2 separate regions of the Mus musculus genome follow, and region 1 is linked to region 2. Evidence: chromatin contacts called from public promoter capture Hi-C data. All regions are on one chromosome and are shown on one strand. The core of a region is the stretch at or near the end of the contact, and the rest is flanking DNA. Distances in the headings are between cores, read along the strand shown.

Region 1 (7,133 bases), core at 691-3,190, 210 kb before region 2:
CAGTGTCCAGAAAGGGGTAGAGGGGACTGTCTGGACATCTTTGCCTTGTTCTGTCTGCCCCCCAACACTTCCCTGTGCTCTCCGCTCTTCAGGTTCCTGTGGTCATCTGGCTCTGCTGACAGCTTCCTTCCCCACAGCTCCTCCCCACCCCCTAAGTTGGGTCTTTAGTGTTGTGAGTCCCTGATCTGACTCAGTGGAACTTTGCCCATTGTCTGGAAGACAATGAGAGAGGAAGTGAGCCAGCCAGGGCCTCTCTCTCTACTTCTGGCCTCAGAACTGGGGTGAGGGGTGAGCAGGGCAGAACAGCTGGACTGGGATTGGGCAGTAGAAATTTTCTGGCTGCAGTCTGGCAAAGGGGCTGTCTCTTGAGAGCCTGTGGCCTTTTCTGGGGACACAGTCCTGGTCCATCGCCCAGGTTTTTGCAGAGGATGAATGTGTGGCGACCTATTGACAATAGAGAAAAGCAGTGTGGGAATTTTGGATCTTACCCCAGTTCATAGTAGGTCTCTGGGTGATCAGTGGTCCTTTCTAAAATTGTCATGTCTTTGGTAAACCAGCATTGGCTCCATTACCCAGCTTACCATGTAGGACTGTGCAAAGGGCCTCGTGGCTGCAGTGGCGAAAGTAGATCTTGTAAATTGAACTTATTGGCAAATATTAGGAAAATACTGGGAGGAGGGGACAAAGTCCAAACAGGTCCTCAGATTTGAGCTGCCCTTAGTGTTTGATTTCGGGACAAGGGGCTGAGGGGCATATTTTACATACCAAAGCAGACCTGGCCTCCAGGGTCTCCCAGCATCCCTCAGTCCCTACCTGGCATACTCTGCCCGCCCCACCCCCCACCCCCAACTCAGAACTTTCCAGCCCAGGGGCTGCCCTTCTCCCAGAGGCTCTTCCCTAGTAACCCAGACATTTCCATCTCTCTCTGACTCTTTCTGTCTGTCTGTCTATCTCCTTCTCTCCCTCCCGCCCCTTTCTTCTCTCTGTGCACACCCTCTCTTTCTTTCTCTTTTCCGCCCATACCCCCACTTTCCCCATGACCACTCTAATGTGGCTTGAGTTGGCTCACTTCACCAGCTGGGGAGAAAGAACCTATCACTCAGCACACACGGGTAAGGTTGGCCAGCTCTGAGGGCAACGAGAAGAGTCTGTAGCCTGGCACTAGAGCTTTAGATGCCCAGTGGAGGGGCCAAGTCAGATTGCATGGCCAGGTGAGTTCCTTCATAGCCCCCCTCTTCCTGTCTCTTGACCTTTGGCCCTTCTTTCTCCAAAACAGGCCTTGGAGACCCCTCTAGTCTTCCTTCCTTCTCAGCCCTTGGCTCTAGGCGCCCCTCCAGAAATCCAGCTGTCTTTCCAGGCCCTTCTCCAGCAAAGACTGGCTTCATTTGCACTACATACACACACATAACACATACTCATGGGTCAACCTCAGACTAAAATTATCTTCTCCCCTGGGCAGGATGAAGGGCAGCCGACTCCCCAGGGAGGATAGAGACAGACAGTGCCAAATGGTTAACCCAGAGAAGGGGCCAGGGCTAAAAATGGACAGGGAGGTGTTTGGAGGGCCCCTCGGGCTCCTACCCTCTCTTTGTATGCTAGGGGCAAGAGGCTGTGCCGTTTAGGAGGTTCAGGAAGGGAAGGGTAAGATGGGGAGGAGCTGAAGGCCAGGGCTGCCAGGGCTGGGGCTTGGGGGTGTACCTGGAGGGCTTTGGGCTATCTCTGTCTTCACAGACCGTTTTGGGGTTAACTTCATCCACAAGCAGCATCTTCATCTGTTTTTGACGACTACCCTGAGGCTTCAGCTGTGGGTTCCCCGTTAGGGTGTACGCTAGAAGTGTGTGCCTTTAACAGGCTGCCCCTGGCAGCTTGGCAAAGCCAGGAGCTGTCTGAGGCTTACCAGTAGGGTGGGACTGAGTGCCTCTGGGGCCCTGGGTTCCATCTGGCTTCTGGCTGCTTTCAAACAGGTGTTCAGTGGAAAGCGGTTGGAGGCCGAGTTCCCTTCCCAGCACTCTCAGAGCACCTTCCGGAAGCCCTCCCCCACCCCAGGGAGCCTGCCAGGGGAGGGGACCCTGCAGAGCCTCACCTGCCTCATTGGGGAGAAAGACCTACGCCTGCTGGAGAAGCTGGGGGATGGCTCCTTTGGCGTGGTGCGCAGGGGTGAATGGGACGCCCCCGCAGGGAAGACGGTGAGCTCTGGGGTGGGCACCTCTCCCCTTCTGTCAGGCGACAAGTGACTAGGGACAGTTGTGAAAGTACTCACCTTTTGAGCCATGTTCAGGTTTAACTGAGCACAGTGATTTCTTTTTTTCAAGTCTAAAGATAGTTTGCTTACTATGAAAGATTGGACACGGAAAAATGAAAGGCAAAGGCCTGCAGCTCCCACTGCCCGGCTGAGGCAGGGCTGCAGCGCCCCCTCCTGCCACCCCAACCCCTGCAGGGATTTGTTGTGAGACAGCATCTTGGGTAGACCAGGGTGGCTTTGAACCTGCAGTGACAAAGTATTTTCTGTCCCTTTATCCTTTCCTTCCTTCATGGTCTTGGATCAGCTTTGAAGCAAGTGCTGTGCCACTGAGCTATGTCTCATCACTAAGATAGAAATTAGATTTACATATTTAAGTCATAGCCTTTTTTCTCTTAATTAAAACTCCCTAGTGGATAACCACACACAAACATACACGTATGGGGTGTGGGGGGATACAGATTATTGTAAATATATAGGGCCAGATGCACTTCCCAGACAGTATATTAATATTGCTAGCACCCAGCAGGATTTGTCAAGCCCTGGCCACTCAGCACCCCTTTTTCCAAGGTGGGGGGCATCCATAGATTATGGCATTATAGTTCAACTATATTATTGTTCTGTCTTTATATTGCTCATCTCTTAATTTATTGTCACTGCTAATTTGGGAATTTGCCCAGAAAGAAGAGGCCCACATTTAGTGACCTTTAGAGGTCAGTCAGCTGCCACCCTCTTGCAGTGCAGAGGATGTAGGATATAAACTGATGGCATGCTTGTGCACTCAGATGAACAGGTCTGACGCAAGGGGCTTTACTCTGAGTTGGAAGGTGCAGTTAGCTCAGTGTTGGGAACCATGAAGGTCTAACGCCCTGCTAATCCTGCACTGGGCAGGTGAGTGTGGCCGTCAAGTGCCTGAAGCCTGACGTGCTGAGCCAGCCAGAGGCCATGGACGACTTCATCCGGGAGGTCAATGCCATGCATTCACTAGACCACCGAAACCTCATTCGCTTGTATGGTGTGGTGCTCACACTACCCATGAAGATGGTGAGTGGCTGGGTGGGAGGGAAGGCCAGAGGGCTACCTGCAGTCTGGGCTCCCAGACGCACTCTTCCTCCTGCCTGCTCCAGTTTCCCGCCACAAGTGGCAAAGGGGTTTACCAGGGTACTGCCTAGTGCTGTCATCTCTGGATTTTCTACTGCTCACTGGCAAGATGTGCCCATAGGAATGGCTGGCCCTTGACATGAGTTATCTTTGGAGTTTTTAGCCTGGGCCTCTTTGGAATGCTTTATTCTGGGGTTTAGATTCTTGGGGGTGACTGAAGGGACAGGTCAGAAACGAACATGGAGTTCGTTCATTGGAGCTATGGTCGACCTCCAGAAAGAGACTGGGAACTTTGCCTTTGAGAGAGTGGCATCGATCTACCGGATTTATCCTGTCTGTCTTCTGTGTGGCCTCAGGTGACAGAGCTGGCACCTCTGGGATCTTTGTTGGACCGCCTACGTAAACACCAAGGTCATTTCCTCTTGGGGACGCTGAGTCGCTACGCTGTGCAGGTGGCTGAGGGTATGGCCTACCTGGAGTCCAAGCGCTTCATTCACCGGGATCTGGCTGCTCGAAACCTGCTTTTGGCTACCCGGGACCTGGTCAAGATTGGGGACTTCGGACTGATGCGAGCTCTGCCCCAGAATGATGACCACTATGTCATGCAAGAACACCGCAAGGTGCCCTTTGCCTGGTGAGGGGCAAGTGTTGCTGGCTTGTAGGGCCCAAGCTCCACTCCAGTCTCAGCAGATCCACACCTCCAACTTCTGGGGCCTCTGTTACCTACCACAGGACTGTCTGCCTCGGCCTGTCCTTCTCATTTCTGGGCCTGGGTGCCTTTCTTGAAGACTTACATGTTTGCACATCCACCCAAGGAATTCTCCAGGAATACTGGAAGGCACAAGCAATCTAAAGGGCATGTACTTGGTGGGGGATTAAAAGGCTTCCTGGAGGACTTGCTGTTAAGTTTAAAACATATGGCAAGCAGCCAGGCCAGGATGGTCAGTAGGCTTATCTGTGTAGAGCTGGCGGCAGGCGGGAATAGATTGCACCGTATCTTGTAGGCAGTGACTAACTAGTGACCTCCACGTTGCTGCTTAGCCTGCCTTGGGTCCTTGCTGGGCAGATCCTTTGCTGAGATCGTGGAGTCTCCTAGTGCCAGAGGCAGCTAAAGGGGTGGCAAGGAGAGGTCCCAAAGAAGCCGTCCCTTTGACCTTTGTTTTTTTTTTTTTTTTTTTTTTTTTTTTTTTGCCAGGTGTGCCCCTGAGAGCCTGAAGACACGGACTTTCTCCCATGCCAGTGACACCTGGATGTTTGGGGTCACACTGTGGGAGATGTTCACCTATGGCCAGGAGCCCTGGATTGGCCTCAATGGCAGCCAGGTGAGGCAGGGTAAGGGGTATGGTTCCCATAGGGCAGGTGGGAGTGATCCGTCCCTGGTCCCCAACCTGAACAGTTGCAACTAGTTCTTTTCTGGTAGATTCCCATTTCTTGCACACCCGATATTGGTGTGGGATCTCTGAGAGCTTAACAAAAGAGAAGGGGTAGCCCAGAATGTCCCAGGACAGGCACGGGGGTAGGAGGACAGGGATGAGACATGAGTCCTGGGCAGGTCTCAGGCTGTGGGGACAGAGCTTTCCCAGGGTGGGTGGCCATGTCAGATGGTATCTTCAGCTGTAGGACAGGTCAGAGGGAAAGCAGGAAGCGAAGAGGCAGGTGCTCTGCTGCCTCTAACCCCTGCCCCACCCTGGCTGGCAGATCCTGCATAAGATCGACAAGGAAGGGGAGCGCCTGCCCCGGCCGGAGGACTGCCCTCAAGACATCTACAATGTCATGGTCCAGTGCTGGGCCCACAAGCCAGAGGACAGACCCACATTTGTGGCTCTTCGGGACTTCCTGCTGGAGGTGAGGGGCAGATCTGCCCAGTCTCAGGGGAGTGCAAGCAGGTGTGGCGGTCCGAGGCTTTGTCCTGGGCTGAGCAGTGACCTGTTTCTGCCCCCAGGCTCAGCCCACTGACATGCGGGCTCTTCAGGACTTTGAGGAGCCAGATAAACTGCACATCCAGATGAATGACGTCATCACTGTCATCGAGGGAAGGTAGGGCTGTGGGCTGCACTGAGACTCCGTAGAGGGCACAGATGGAGAGGCTCCCATGGCAGCAGGCAGGCAGGAGTGGGCAGTGTCAGAGGTGACAGGCCCCACACTGCTGAGAGCTGCTTCAGTGGGATTTTCCCTGTCTAACCTCAGCCCCACTGCCCTTTCCCACTGGGGCCCAGCCCTGGCTGTGTGTGTATTAGGGTCCAAAAGCCCTTGTGCTGAAGATTAGGCTGCGGCCCAGCTTGGCCTCAGAATTGGAGGCCAGACTAGAATTGCTGGGTGTTTCTCGTTCTCCTCCTCTGGTGTCCCCCAACACCCCCACCCCAGTTTCTTGAGAGAAGGTCTTATATAGCTCAGGCTGGCCTTAAACTCCTCATCCTCCTGCCTCGATCTCTCAGGTACTGGGGTTGTAAGTGTGAGCTGCCGTGCCCACACATAGGAGTCTGACCATTTCTTCTGGTGCCTTTCAGACCCCAGGTCCCCTTGCCCTGCTCTGCCTCATCCTTTCAGCAACTTCCCATCCCTCCTGTGAGCCTCCTGGGGTGTCCTAGTCATGGGCCCCCTCCATCCACCGCCCCGCCCTCCCGCCCCACCCTTCTCCCAACCCTTCCTGGTGAGGACTGCTGTGTGTCCGACCACTGAGACTCTCCATTCCCGGCAGCCTCCCTTGAACCAACTTCCTATCTGCACCCCCATGTTTCTAGACCGAGCACCCCACCCTCTGCTGGCCCTTCCTCCAGTCATCTGATCCCCAGAGTGTCTGAGGAACTGTCTGGGGCCTGGGTTTTGGCACTGGGTGAGTGTGGAGGACCAGGAAGAAAGTGATGCAGAAGGGGATTCCCTGTACTCCCTCCTGACTCAGAACTGGGTCAGGATGCCTGTAGGGCGCCTTACTGGGGTTAGTGAGTGGGGTGAGTCTCAGCCTGAGTCAGTGGAACGGGCTCTGGTTGTCTTGAATTTACCTGAACCCATTGTGGCCCCTGTTCATTGCCGCAGGCCAGGGCTCGCTCTCATGTTGGGCTCATGTTCCATTCTTGGAACAAGAATGATGTTCTAGCAGGTTACAGAGAATGAGAGTTGGTGGAGATAGAAAGGAGAGAATTGTTAGGTAAGACATGGAAGCAGGAAGGAGCCACATGTGGGTCTGGACCTGAGGGGAAGGGAGGGGTGCAGGACATAGTAATCTGGGAACAGCCTAAGATAGAAGAATGGGGCTGGGTGGGAGCCCTCCTTGGCGGTACCTAGCAGAGACTACTTAAAGCCAGAAGTTGGCCTGTGGCCATCCCTACATACTGGAGCCAGAAAGGCCCGGATCCACCTCTGTCCTGTGCTCCTCTGGCCCCAAGTCTCTACCAGTCCTATTTCCTGCTCCGTTTGGAGCCTATGTTCCCTCGGGGCAACTCAGGAGCTTCCTGTGTGTCTCTAGTAGTGCCCTGGGTCACTGAGAGCACAGCCAGCTGTAGGAGGGGCCGGGGGAGTGGCTCTTCTGGGAGGTTGTCCTGGGTGCACCCTGTCTTGCCCTTCCGCCCCAGGCTCCTGCTGGCTTCAGCTGCTAATACTGCCACAGCGGATGGGTCAACTTCTAGACTGCCTTCTTCTGAGGTGCCAGCTTTTACTCGGTCCCTAGAACTGCTCAGGAGGTGGGAGGTGAGAGACATGAGCCCCAGCAGCCTCTGAGCTCTTAGGAGTGGGCCTGTGTGCCTCTGGTTCCTGGAACATTCTCCCCTCTCACCCCCGGATTGCTGTTGGTTTGCCT
Region 2 (6,971 bases), core at 960-3,459:
TTAAAAAAAAAAAAAAGAACCAATCTACAATTCTTTTCTGTAGTTTACTTCTACAAATGAGCAGAGAGTGCAGAAGTTATAACTAATGGCAGAGGGCTAATGCAGGGAGAAACATCTTGTGCTTAGAGCATCTCAGAAATGTAAAGATAGGGTTTCTGGCCTCAAACTCAGAGATCTGCCTGCCTCTGCTGGGATTAAAGTTGTGCACCACCACCACCACCCAACTCAGGGTTGTAAAGACTCTTAGGATAACTTATGCAGACTAAGGCCTATAGCATTCCATAAGGTAATATAACAAGTGACGGAAGAGAATGATAAATGCTGTACTCAATAAACCCAGGAACGGTAGAAGCTTTCTTGTTGGGTGGTTTGGTTTTGGTTTGGTTGTTTTGAGACAGCCTCACTGTGGAGCTCTGGCTGGTCTGGAGCTCTGAGATCTGCCTGCCTCTCAGTACTAAGTCCAAAGGTGCCTGGCCTCATCCACACTCTTCTTTACAATCTAGCTTCCCCAGTTGCTAGCAGTTCAAGGGGTTGGGGTTGGAGAGTAAAATAGCAAACCCAAGGACCTTGTGGCAAAAGCATCAGCTATTCTACTATTCTACGTGCCAGATTTTACTGTTGAATCTTGCTGAATTCAAACTTTTTACCATTAGTTTCTTGTATGCCCTCATAGGTGTGTGCTATGTTAACTGACTATATACAGTTACAGTTTTGCCATGGGAAAGAAAACCAACTTGACTTTTGCTGTTGTTTTGAGACAGGTAATCTTTACATAGCCCTGATTGTCCTGGAACTATGACCTGGCTTGTTTACAGCTTACAGAAATTCACTCACTATTCTTTGCCTCCCGAGTATTGCAATTAAAGGCACTGCAAAACACACCTGGCCCAACTTGACTTTTGAGAATAAGGGATTGTATTTCTCAAATTCTCAATAGAAAATTATACATTTCCTCAAGATAAGACTACTATGATTCATCAAACACCCCAAAACATCATGCTTTTGGATGGAATCACGAATTAAGAGTGGCCTTTTCTTTTAACCATATCGTAAGAAGCATTAGTATGTAGTTTTAAGATGGATCAATAGCTGTCACAATCTTTACTAAAAAGGGTAGATACAATATAACCAGGTCTCAGCTGGTAAAAGTTAGAAAATATGTTATTAATAGATGCAATTGTACATGATATGAAGTGTTTTAAAGTATGGAAGCTCCAAGCAAAAAATAGTAAAATGTGTCACGGCTGTTGAATTTGCAAATCACATGGATTGTGACATTACTAAATTAAATATAGGATAGTGTGGTTTTCAGATTTCTTGGGTCACTACAAAGCTAGCTCAGGTCTCTACTAAAGAAATTTTAGGAAGTGAAGAAAACGGTGGCAGAGATTTCTACACGAACAGAACACTTGACGCTGTTTTTTTTTCCTTAGATGAAAATGCCTGAGATGGTTTTGAGCTGTTATGTGGGGGATGGAATAACAGGCATGCTTCCACGCAGGTGCGTTGTAGAAAATAAAGTAAAAAAAAAAGGGGGGGGGGGAATAACATTTCGTAAAGGGGAAACGAATTATTAAGCTGGAATGGAAACATTAAGTTTTTCTATAAAGACGATTAAGGAAAATATATATATTTCGCCACTCAATTGAGTAATAGAAAAACGCAACCAAATAAACAGAAGTACTTACCCTCCCAAGGGAAGATGAGGTCTTACTAAGGTAGCTAGTACCGTGCCAAATGTTTATAGAGTGCCAACTGAGACAAGGCACAGATACATTAGCATTTACTTTTATTGTTAAGGTGACTCAAGAACTGTCACTGCAGCCTTTGCTATCAGACGTGGCAACTCAGGGACAGGGGAGCTGGGACCCATCGCTGCAATCTCGGCTCGCAGGGGTCTGTCCAGCCTCCGTAGGCTGCACTGCAGAGGGGCGTGCCGGGCCTTTCCGCAGCAGGACGGGCCGGAACAGCAGGGCCAGGCTAGTCGTTCAGACTCGGTTTCGGAGGCGCTGCCAATGGTGTGGACCGTCGAGGCGCTAGGACAGCCGCTATTCCCGGCGCCCTGGGCTGAGGCTCCAGGACGGCGCCCCGCACCGGTAAGGGCCGCTAGGCGCCAGTTTCGCGTGGGCCGCTCTAGCCGCCCGCAGCTCGTCTCGGTAGTCCCTCTCCCCCGCCCGCTGCTGGGAGGTGGGAGGGCGAGGACGCCGCCGGCGCGCGTGCGCGCTCTGCGCTGCAGCTAGTCTGCGTGCGTGAGTGGGAGGCGGCGGGCCTGCGACTCTGGCCTTCCCGGCTGACTGCTCCGACGCCGCAACCCCAGTCATGAACCGGTTTGGCACCCGGTTGGTAGGAGCCACGGCGACCCCGCCGCCGCCACCGAAAGCACGAAGCAATGAGAACCTGGACAAAATCGATATGTCCCTGGGTGAGAGACCAGGGTGGCCGCGTCGTGGTGGGGGGAGGGGGCGGGAGGCACGGTGGGGGAAGGGGCGGTTGACCGCGGTTGCCTGTCCGGTTTGGTCGCGCGTGGGCGGAACCGGCGAGGACCCCCCCCCCCCGATGGGACGGGAGCGACCCCGGTGTGTCCCACCCCCGGGGGTAGGGAGGGGTCGTAACAAGGACTGGCCGGGCCCGGCGGTCCGCAGGGTCCGTAGCTGCTGTCTTCTTTCCCCGCAGGACGGAGTCTCTTGGGCTACCCGGGCCGGCGTGTGCTCACCCACCCGGGGCTTTTCCTTTTAAAGGGTCTTAGAACCAGCCTGGGGCTGCAACTGACTAAAGCCAGCAACCGCGAGAATAGCTTGTCTGGTGTGAATGCCCAGAAGTGCGCTGGGCACGGGCGATTTCCAACCGGCGCCTCCCCTGGGAACGCCGGGGGTCCCGGACGCGGTCCCTGAACGGCCGCTCGGAGGGGTCGTTAAGCGTGAACCGTATTACTGAGTTTGATTAGGTGTTTACTGAAGCGTGTTCTCTAGCACGGTTTCAAAGTTAGCCAGTTGGGGGTGGGGAGGGAGAGATGTACGCAGATTGATAAAATGTCAGGTAGAACATGGGGTCCCGTGTACATAAAAAGGATGCCGTGGTTTGCTGATGATTATGTAAGAAAAGCATGAGGATTGTTTTTTATTTTCGAAAAAAAAAATAATTCCAATCCAACAGTATGAGGGCTTCTGTTTGGTTTGGCTTAGCAAATCCAAAAGTAATTCCTTCTTTTCTTTTCTTTTTTTTTCTTTTGTAGAGTCAAGTTATGTATGGTACTGGATAGAATCAGTGCTCTCTTTCTTTTTCCTCTTTCCGGGTCTCTTCTCACCACACTGCCCCTCTTGGATATTTTAAAATACCTGAATACTGAACTTGTGTTTCTTTTCTAATGGAAGGCTATCCTGGGCCTCAGAAGCCCAGGGACCATACAGCTGAAGAGGGGAGCAGGTGTCCCAGTGGAAGGGCATCCTGAGACACTGGTGCCCAGGAACCACACAGCTCTGAAAGGAAACCTTCGCAGCTCCCAGGGGAGGGTATTCCCAGCTGAGCTGAGGAGCTCAAGAGTCTCAGACCTACTCCACTTGTTTGCTTCTCTTCATTGCTTCTTGGCTTCTTATCAGTCACACCAGGCAGCAAATCGCATAAAAGAGATTTATTGGTAGATCCAGAGAGAAGAGGGACGAATCCAGTAATGGCTGCCCTCTGCTCCCACTATAGGACAACAGGGAATTGGACAAAAGGCAAGGGCTTATATAGGGTTTCTTAGGGGGATAGAGCTTTTCCGGACAGATTTCCAGAATAAGTATTGGTGAGTTTTCCTACTCAGGGATTGGTTAGGTTTTGTGGGAAGCTCAGCGATTGGTGGGTTTTTCCTGCTCAGGGATTGGTAGATTTTCAACCTTTTTCTCTGCCTTGGGGCCCATGGGTTAGGATAGGAAGTCCTTTCCGACCGACCAATCGACCACAGGCCCCTTTGGCTGAGATGCCATCACGGAGAGGCTGGAAAGGAGCTGTGGACTGCCACGGTGGGACAGCTTCTGCAGCAGTATTTCGGGGTGGCACGTTTCCTTTTCCACCTCTAGGCTTTAGGCTGAGGTGGAAAAGGAGATGCACCACAGCGATGACTCCTGTGACAGTTCTAGGCTGAGGAGGTGACAAGATGCCTCCATTTTGTCTGCTCCTGTGGGGACATCTTAAAATGGCCCTAGGCTGAGGTAGGAAGGAGGAACTGGCTGCTTAGGGACTACAGAACTTAGATGTAACCTATTCTGAGGATGTTGTTTAGGGTAATCCTGGGCCTGGAAACACTCATGATATTTCTTTACATTCGTGTTATCTCTTCTGTTACTTGGAAAGCTTTTGATCAGCAGTTAAGAACTCTTCCTTGGTTTCTGGGGTTGCCTTAAGTCAAAACCTAATATTTGAACTAGTAAATTAACAGGAATATGTTTGGCCTTTGTTTAGTCTGACCACATTGGCTGATCAGTAATGAACTCCAAAAAATAAAAAAAAAAAAAGACAGCTTTTGATTGAAAGCCATGAATTTGTATAACATGTTTATTGGATGCTAGGCTATAAACTAAACATTTAATATAATTTAATGTCCTAATAACCTCACAAGGGTTGTACTCCTAGTGATAAGTATGTAGAGCCATACTATTTCATGAGCACCCTGCTTCTGACATTTACTAGCCCTGTGACTATGGACAAATTGTCTAAAAAGGTGATGACAGTAGGGGCTAGAGAGATTGCTTAGTGGCTGAGAACATATTCTGTTCTTGCAGAGACCCAAAGTTTAGTTCCCAGTGCCTACTTTAGGCAGCTTGGCCCAGAACGTAACTCCAGTTCCAGAGATCCTGTGCTTACATGCACAGATTCACAACCATACACACATAATTAAAATAAAAGCCTAAAAAAGGTGATAACAGCTATCTCATGGAATTGCTATATTAAATGGGTCAGTAGGCAAATGAAAACTGCTTGGAACAATATTTGGTGGACAACAAATGCTATGTATCTACTTATTGAGACAGGGTCTCACTATGTACCCCTGGCTGGCCTGAAACCAGGATGTCCTGTAGACCAGGGTGACCTCAAACTCATAAGAGAATCACCTAACACTGCCTCCTGAGTGCTGGAATTAAAGGCCTGTAGAAAGCAGAAGAGGGTGTCAGATCCCCTGGAACTGAGTTGTGACCACAGGGAATTAACCCTGTGTCTTCTGGAAGAGCAGCAAGTGCTCTTTTTTTGTTGTTTTTGTTTTGTTTTGTTTTGTTTTTTTGAGACAGGGTTCCTGTGTAGCCCTGGCTATCCTGGAGCTTGCTCTGTAGACCAGGTAGGCCTTGAACTCAGATATCCACCTGCCTCTGCCACTGGAGTGCTTGGATTAAAGGCTTGCATTACCACCACTGGTTGCAGCAAGTGCTCTTAACTGCTGATCCATCCTCTAGCGACAGAGAATATAATGTAGATCATTATAATGTAGTTCGTTGTAATGGATCTTTTTTTCTTCTAATGTTTACCCTATCTACTCAATGGGTGAGAGTGGCCATGTTCTCCTTTCATATTAAAAAAACTTGGAGGACTTAGATAATAAGATGTCTTCCTATTTTTATTTTTAGTTGTGGCAAGAATTGTATTATATACTAGTAATCAACACTCTAGAAGATAAGGTAGGAGAATCATGAGTTTCAGAGTAGTGAGACTTCATCTTAAATTAATTTCAGCTATATTAAAAATTACTGTGTGTAAAAGTTACTTTGGTATGTTGGACATTGTAGCATATGCTTTTGATCCCAGCAGTTTCAAGGTAGAGGGAGGTAGAACTCTGAGTCTCAAGCCAGACTACTCTGAGTTCTGGGCCAGCCAGGGATACATAGTGAGTGGAACCTGTTTTCAGAAACAACAATGAAATTACCCCAGTAGTCAAAAATCAACGCCTCTTTTGCCCCAAATCTTTTGACCAAATTCATTGATTATATTCTCAAAGTTTTGAGGTTGTAAATATCTGCTGGAAAGTAGGTTAAGGGAAAACGATATTTTTCTCATTTTGTTCTCAATGAGAACTTAGTAGTAAGTTTATATGTCTGATATTTATGAAACCTTTTGTTTTAATCCTAGTATGATGGTTTAAATATAATGTCTCCCAAAAGGCTCCTATATTGAAGGTGTGGTTTTGCCAGCTGGTGGAGCTGTTGAGAAGTGATTGAATCATGAAGGCAATAATGCCATCACTGGGTTAGCCATTGATAAATTCATAACTGAATAGGCTATTTAGGTGAGGTGGGGCCTCGTTGGAGGACACAGTTACTAAAGGTGCGCCTTTAAAGGGTAGCACGCACTTCTTTGCCTGGATGTCAGGAGGCAGTCGGCTTTCCCGCAACGCCCTTTCATCAGGATGCCATTTGTCAGTACAGACTTAGGAACAGTGGGGTCAGATGGCCACAGGCTGCACGAAACCTCTGAGAGGGTGAGCTCCCCCCCTCTTCCTCTCCCCAAAACCTTTCTAATGGTATTTTTTCGGGGGGGAGGGGGGTGTTGGTATTTTTCTTCACTGAGGGAGCATGACTAACACAAACAATTTTTAGTGTCTTTTATCTTATTAATTGGTATTGAGAATCAAACCTAGGGTCTTATGAATGCTAGGGAGCGCTCTACCATGAGAGAGCTCCACCCAAAGCCTTTGTGCTTTTATATTTAGTGAGCTAGTTTGCAGTTGGAGATGAGTCTCAAGAGGAAAACAGTACTTTGAAGTACTTTAAATTACATATATTTGGTTTTGTATATGTGTGGATGCATGTTGCTTTGTGCATTTAGGCCAGAGGACAACTTATGGGAGAAATAATACAAATCATGTAAAAAATGACCCTTAAGCCATGCGTGCTAGCACAGGCCTTTCATTCCAGCACGTGGGTAGCAGAGGCAGTTGGATCTCTGTGATTTCAAGGGCAGCTTGGTCTTCAGAGTTCCAGGACAGCCAGTGCTACACAGAGAAA

What was found. Promoter capture Hi-C pulls out the DNA fragments that hold promoters and counts their contacts.
Region 1: a contact with region 2 is called in a promoter capture Hi-C map of neural stem cells. The contact joins the promoter of Tnk2os here to the promoter of Fyttd1 in region 2. A contact is called at or near these places in 3 of 39 promoter capture datasets (the 3T3-L1 cell line, HPC-7-derived erythroid cells and neural stem cells), 4 of 115 datasets of contacts at active chromatin or transcription factors (embryonic stem cells, extraembryonic endoderm stem cells, pancreatic cancer cells and 1 more) and 3 of 9 other capture datasets (adipose tissue, liver and pancreatic islet).

Annotation. Positions count from the first base shown.
Region 1 is chr16:32,666,257-32,673,389 of GRCm38.p6, forward strand. Tnk2os (tyrosine kinase, non-receptor 2, opposite strand) reads right to left here and starts at 1,941. Exons shown (of 3, transcript NR_033493.1): 1 at 1,699-1,941; 2 at 1-444. It overlaps Tnk2 (tyrosine kinase, non-receptor, 2), which reads left to right. Exons shown (of 16, transcript NM_016788.3): 4 at 1,965-2,186; 5 at 3,131-3,283; 6 at 3,697-3,974; 7 at 4,536-4,662; 8 at 5,039-5,185; 9 at 5,283-5,377.
Region 2 is chr16:32,875,575-32,882,545 of GRCm38.p6, forward strand. It overlaps Fyttd1 (forty-two-three domain containing 1), which reads left to right and starts at 2,210. Exons shown (of 9, transcript NM_027226.4): 1 at 2,210-2,422. The coding sequence starts at 2,320. It also overlaps a transcript of Rubcn not described here.